2 separate regions of the Mus musculus genome follow, and region 1 is linked to region 2. A link is a contact called in public HiChIP or PLAC-seq data. All regions are on one chromosome and are shown on one strand. The core of a region is the stretch at or near the end of the contact, and the rest is flanking DNA. Distances in the headings are between cores, read along the strand shown. Region 1 overlaps Slc28a1 (solute carrier family 28 (sodium-coupled nucleoside transporter), member 1). Region 2 overlaps Sec11a (SEC11 homolog A, signal peptidase complex subunit).

Evidence for each region. HiChIP or PLAC-seq counts read pairs in DNA pulled down with a chosen protein or histone mark.
Region 1: a contact with region 2 is called in an H3K27ac HiChIP or PLAC-seq map of embryonic stem cells, with 10 read pairs. The contact joins two enhancer-like sites. A contact is called at or near these places in 3 of 15 datasets of contacts at CTCF or cohesin (CD8 T cells and the NIH/3T3 cell line), 2 of 484 Hi-C or Micro-C datasets (bone marrow-derived macrophages and cortical neurons), 8 of 115 datasets of contacts at active chromatin or transcription factors (embryonic stem cells, extraembryonic endoderm stem cells and memory CD8 T cells) and 3 of 9 other capture datasets (adipose tissue, embryonic stem cells and pancreatic islet).

The regions. Positions count from the first base shown.
Region 1 is chr7:81,150,732-81,154,035 of GRCm38.p6, forward strand. Slc28a1 (solute carrier family 28 (sodium-coupled nucleoside transporter), member 1) reads left to right here. Exons shown (of 18, transcript NM_001004184.3): 11 at 2,669-2,794. Among named protein-coding and RNA genes, the nearest start is that of Slc28a1, 38 kb to the left of the region's middle. Within about 2 kb of position 1,805, at least 17 of the 459 cell types and tissues checked have an H3K27ac peak or open chromatin away from gene starts, as enhancers often do. A contact at or near this core is called in embryonic stem cells and extraembryonic endoderm stem cells, where this site is marked.
Region 2 is chr7:80,919,171-80,922,405 of GRCm38.p6, forward strand. The region is part of intron 4 of Sec11a (SEC11 homolog A, signal peptidase complex subunit); the gene reads right to left. All of the region lies in intron 2 of Gm51451 (a long non-coding RNA gene), which reads left to right. Among named protein-coding and RNA genes, the nearest start is that of Gm51451, 10 kb to the left of the region's middle. Within about 2 kb of position 1,286, at least 99 of the 459 cell types and tissues checked have an H3K27ac peak or open chromatin away from gene starts, as enhancers often do. A contact at or near this core is called in embryonic stem cells and extraembryonic endoderm stem cells, where this site is marked.

The sequences.
Region 1 (3,304 bases), core at 555-3,054, 230 kb after region 2:
GCTCTTTAGGTGCTTGGGGCAGCTATAGAACCCTAGCTTCGGACCTCATTAGGGGGGTACTTCCGGCCGCAGGAATAATTTGGCGGAGACAAAAGTAAAGGGTCGGCCACCACGCCCCCGGGGTTCCATTTTTTGAAGTGGCAAAAAGTATTTCCCCTGATTGGGATAGTACCTGCCAAGTGAGAGTCATGGGCTGATGCGGGTTGTCACTCTTTTTCTTAAAAAAGCAGCAGTTTAAGAGGATCAGCAGTCTTTTCCAATTCCCAATCATCTTGGGGTTGCTCAGGAGCTCGCTTCACGTGGGAGGCGTGGATCCATGCAGAGATGCCTTCTACTTTATCAGCGGTGGGGGTGGTTAGCAGCACGATGTAGGGACCCTTGCAATGAGGCTCTAGATTTCCAGCGCGTTGTTGTCGGACAAGAACTGCGTCTCCCCCAAGGGAGACCCTCACTCAAGGCTCGGGACAACTGCGGACTCCCAAGAACTCAGGAGAGACCAAGCTTGATGCAAATCACATGAGGCTTTATTCAGGAAAGCCAGAGCTCTGGGGACAACTCGTATCCCACGCAGGGATAGAGAAGTCAACCGGAAGGGAAATGGGACCCTCCTTTTATGGGCCCTCAAGGGGGAAAAGGAGAAGGGGAAGGGAGGGGACTTCCAGATCACATGCCCCTGAGCAACCAATCAGGTAAGTTTCGATTTCCTGATCTGAGATTTACAAGGAATGGGTACGGGAGGGGTACAAGGAAGGAATCATGTGCAGGCGCAGCTGTGAGCAAAATGGCGCAGGGGTGATGCAACTCTATTGGCTAACGGCTGGTATATGGGGCAACTCAGGATTGGCTCAATCTAAAGTTTTGGGGGAAATTTTCCAAATTCAGCCCAGCAACCAAACCGCAAACGTCTGGCAGTGGGCTATAGCGGTTGGCAAGCATAGCGGATTTAAGGAATGGTCCGAGCACTCTGTACAAACATTTCCTGAAACAATGGAGCAAGTTAAACTTTTACTTTGTGCCAATAGTGATGTCCATTTAGGACACAAGTCGGGGGCTTACATGAGTTTCTACTTTATGTCAGGATCTTTCAGGTCAAGCTTACTCCTGTCTCAGGGCCTCTGGTCTTTCTGGGCGGCTGAGCCATCATCAGTCTGTGTAGTTGACTCCTTCCGGTCTCAGTTAACATTAACCCAGTGCCACACCCTCAAAGAGACCGGTGCTGATATTCCCTGACCATGAGGCTTGTTTTTCTCACCTATCTTCATAGATTCTATCACCCTCTAAAATCACAGCGTATCTATACCTCCACACACACTTCCTGCTCCCAGGAAGGCGTTCTTGTGGCTTCCAGGTATTGGTTGCTTTTCTTTTCTCTGTGATAAAGCACCCTACAGAAACAACTTAAGGAAGGAAGGAGATGCCTGTGGACCCACAGTGTAGAGGTACAGGCTATCATGGCAGAGAGGGCCTGGCGGTGTGTGTGAGGCAGCTGGTCACAATGTAGGAAGGGGTGTGCGGAAAATATGGGTGCTCAGCTTACTTGTCTGTGGGTGTAGGACTGAGGATGGGAGGGGGATGAGCGGCGACAGAGTTATGTGACCGAACCCAGCTCAGGCAGTTAGACTCTGGAGACCAGCATCAGGGCACAGATCCGAGATTATTACCCAGCACATAGGCTTAGATACAATGTTTGAGCCAATCCCAAGCCCCTAAATCCTTGGCCAATCATCTCTCACCACACTGTCACTGGGCTCCAATGAAAGTCCCGTCTGATGAGGTTACTCAGAAGAAGTGGGAGGAGTTAGGGGAAGCAGCCAACCCCTGGCCGCGGTTCCTTTTTGTTGGTTCACCGGTGTTCTACGAGCCATCTTATGTCTAATGCTGACTACAGCAGATCAGGACTTTCTGAGGAGTCTCAGGAGCCTGAGGCACCTCGCTCTCTATCCCACTTTTTCCCTCACAAGGTTGATTTCCACATCCCCTATAACGTTCTACTTTATGTTCATTCTGGAGCCCCAGCCTACGAGATAGTGTATCCACATTCAGGGTGGGTGGGTCGTCCTTCCTCAGTTACACCTCTCTGACCACACCCTTACAGATGCACTATGGAGCGTATTTCCACCATGATTCTAAGCCCAGTCACGTTGAACATGAAGATTAACCATCATACGCCCATCTCCCCGTCCTGCAAAGCAGTACCAAGAATGCTAGGGCTCCATAGCTGGATTAGATAAAGAGTAGCCCAGACTTCTACACAAGCCCCAAAGCAAATGCCCAGTGAAGGCTCAGCCCCTTTGTGCAGATCGGGCTTGCATCCCTTCCCAGGCCTCTGTTTGCTTCCCTGGAAAATAAGAGTCCTTTCTGTCTTAGGTTGTAAGCACAGAGGGGGAGGTGCCTGGGTGTGAGGAGCACGGTAAGTGTCAACACACACGGGTAGGGTAGGGTGGTGGTATGCAGGTCCTATCACAGAGGAGGGAGGACAATGGGGCCCAGAGAGGCTCAGCTGACTAGAAACCCACCCTCTGTCTCCTCTGAGATTCTTCATCAAGAACCATGACCTGTCTCAAAACAAAACAAAACAAAACAAAACAAAACAAACAAACAAAAAACCTGTGACCATCACCCAGCCGCCACCGCGGCAGCTCACTGCTTGCCTTCTGACTCTTTGTAGACTGAAGCTCCACTGCTGATCCGGCCCTATCTGGCAGATATGACACTCTCTGAAGTTCACGTTGTCATGACTGGAGGCTATGCTACTATTGCTGGCAGCCTCCTGGGCGCCTACATCTCCTTTGGGGTAGGTAGAACTTTTCTCTGCTGGGCTATGCCAAAGCCCTGAAACTGCCTTTCTGGAAGCCCCACAAGCTCCTAATCACAGCAGTCATGGGATGTCCCCTCTCTGTCTCAAAGCCCAGCTTTGCCTGAGCAAGGCAGGCTTGCTGGGCTAAACTACTTGGTTAGACCTTTTTTTTTTTTTTTTTTTTTTTTAATGGTTTTAGAGTTTTATTGTAGAAAGGCGGGGGGGGGGGGGAGAAGGTAGAAGGAGAGAGAGGCTGGCCATGGCCACTTGAAGAGAGGGGGAAGGGAGAGAGAAAAGGAGGGCTAAGAAATGTCAGAGCTTAAAGAGAGCTGGCTACACTTTTCAAATGGCCCCTGGGTCAGATTCCCAGAATTCCATTTACTAAGCTCATATTATGTATCAGGCACTATGCTGGGTGCTTTAATATCCCCGTTTTATAGATAAGCAAATTGAGGCTCAGAGAATAAATTAATGGTTAAAGCCAGGATCTGAACCCAGATCTGACTC
Region 2 (3,235 bases), core at 36-2,535:
CCAGCGTCACTGTCCCGTTCCCTCCTTTATCTCATTCTTTATCACTGCAGCATTTGTACCAACTCTCCTGCCCTTCTCTCCTCTTTTTCTGACACTGCTTTCTTTTCTGTGATTAACAGATCCAACTTTCTGGTTTCCCAAAGTCATCTCTATTAAGTAGTTTTAGTTGGTACAGTATTAGTTTCATTTCTAAAAATTTTATTACATGCTACAAGATGAATTAACCTTGAAAATTAGGATAGGTAAGAGAAACCAAACGCAGAAGACCACAACTGTGATACTGTCTACACAAGACACCCCACGAGCCATGCCTACACTGCAGGTTAGCACTGTCAGCAGCTGCAGGAAGAAGGGCGTGGCCTGCGCCTGCTAAGAGTGTCGAGAGAAATGATCTGGAATTAGATAGTAGTGTTGGTTGCACAAACTTGTAGATATACTAAAATCTGTGAACTATGCCCCTTAAAATAGAGACTCTTACATGTGAATTCTGTTTCAGTAACATTTTTAGACATAATCGGCTCAGAACCATTGGTGTCAGTGTGGAGTAAACCAGAAACCCCCCTTTTTTCACTGAGAGGTAGCTGTACCACAGACCAGGCTCACCTGAAAGAGTGAGGTACAGCTCGACTCTGAGATATCAGCTTAGTGTTTTACAAATACAATTTCCACAAAGGAAGGTGACTCATTACATTAGGTGTCGAGCTCAGAGGCAGGAGAGTCGATGAGAAGTGAGTTGGGCAGAAAAGCCTGTCTGCCAGCTGTCCACGTCCCAGGTGGTTTATATTTCATAGAATCAATACTTAACTCACATTATTACATTTTTTATTAAAAGCCACTAAAGGGTTTATACTGCCAAAATTGAGATTTTAGTTTAAATTTTATATAGTTTAGAACTTTAAAAAAATTCTTCAAAAAGAAGTTCCTAGGGAGGAAGCCTGAGTACTCTAACCTGGAAAATAATATGTCTTTTTTTTTTTTAACCCAACCCAGGGCTGCCTAGGCAGCCACAGTGACAGACAAAGAAGAACCAAATGCACACAAAGGGACATTCTTACACAGAAGAAGCACACAGAAAGAATTTGTCAAAAAGTGTTAAAATGTGCATATTCTTTACTTAGTAACTGTTTTTTATATTTTTACTGGGAAGACTGGGTAGAACTACTGGATATATCTAACAACAGCAGTGTTCACAAAAGCAAACTAGAAATAGTGCTAACCAGGGCCAATGCTAGGACAGCCAGTAGCCATCTGAGCTTCCCAGGGACTGGAGAGCTAGCTCTGTGAGTGATGATAAGTGTATTGATGTGTAAGTACACTAATGGCCTTGGAGTGAAAAGGTCATTACATGTACAATAGTGTGACTATTCTCTTATATAACAAATGTTGTCAGGCGTGGTGGTGCACGCCTTGAATCCCAGCACTTGGGAGGCAGAGGCAGGTGGATCTCTGAGTTTGAGGCTGGCCTGGTCTACAGAGTGAGTTACACAGCGAAAACCTCTCAAAAAATTAATGGCAGTGGAAGAAAGTAAAGCAACCCCACTTTCCAGTGACTGGGTGCCACGCACTCAGGTCGAGTCAGCTTGACAGGCTGTGAAGCCTAAAAGCCACTCACGAGGCAGAGAGTTTCAAGGAAGCTCACCTCCTGGAGTTTATCCATATACTCATATTCTATTCCCGAATTAGTCTGGTGTATGGATCTACGAGCTCTCTTTTAATATTTTATTATAAATGCCTTTTAAGATTAAATTCTGTTATAGTTAGTCTCCCCAGTGTTCCAAGATCCCAGAAGCTGCCCGAGCTTAGAATCCTGTGAGAAGGCAGTAAGGAAGTTAACCTATTCAGTAACTAACTAAGCATTACAATAGACAGAGCCAGTGGCTCAACTGGTCTGCAGAAAGAGCCAGGGAATCTCATTGAGATAGAAATCTTCAGTAAGGCTACATTGCATATTAAAAACAAGTTGGTATATTCTCCTGACAAATGGAGATTCTCCAGATACTTAAAAGTTACACTCATATAAGAATTTAGCAAGGCCTAGGAAATTAGGGGGGTTGTGATACTGCATTATTCTTGAGGTCTGCCAAGAGAAGAACCCCCTGGTGCTAGCCTTCACAAGGTTCAAAGGTATGACACTAGAGTGTGAAACTCTTGCCTGTCACTAAGCTGACCCTAGGTAGGACTGCTTTATCTTTACTGTAAACATTTACCTGGTTCCTGTAAATCCTTTTGAAGTCATTCCTTTGTTTTGTACCTGGTAACGGCAATGTACCTTGCCTGCTGTGACTTCCAACCCCTTGCATTCTCTGTACTATAAAAAGTTCGATGCTCGACCTGACATTACATTCAGGTTCTACACAACCTCTCCTGTGTGCATCTGTCTGTCATCTCATCCAACGCTTTGCCCACCTGTGACTAGAGACCTGTTCCACGCAGACATAGGGACCCAGAGGGTCTGCGGCAACTGGGGCTTCCTTGTTATTCTAAATGTACCTGCAGGTTTACAACTCGAGGAAAAACAAACACTAAAGAGATGGAGGAGTCTGAAAATGATAGGCGCATCTTTGGGAATGAGGAAATTTGGAAATCTATTTCTCAAAGCCACTGATGACCTAATGTAGATTGTGTTTAGCTTGAACATAGGATATAAAAGTTCCCCTTAAGTTGTACACACACACACACACACACACACACACACACACTCGCAGACAAAACAACACAGTAGTCCTTGTTCTGATCTGGGATTCCTTTACATTTCTCATACTACAATTGAATAAACTTCCTTTCAGAAACAGCCACCTGTTCTGCACAGCATAGTGTCACAGTGAGGTGACAGTACATGCTTGATTTATGCAGTAAGGAGGGGATGCTCAGACATCAGTAAGAATGCTGTGAAGCACCTAAACAGAGAACCAGCACCCACCCACCCACGTGAGGGACACCAGGCCAGCCACTTAAATCCACCACCAGCGTGATCTTAGATACATAACATGGCTTGTCTGAGTTTCCTCATCTGCAGAATGGAAATCTTAGAATTGTTTGAAGGTTAAAATGAAGCAATATTTATAAGGCACATATAATGAGTCTGGAACTAGCAAGCCCTAATAAAGGTGAGTTATTGTTAATACTATTAATACATTAAAGTAGTAAGTCCATACTTCCTTACACCAGTAACTTACAATTCCTGTCCTCCACTGATCTGTTCTCCTGATAATATCTGAAATAAACAGGCTTAATA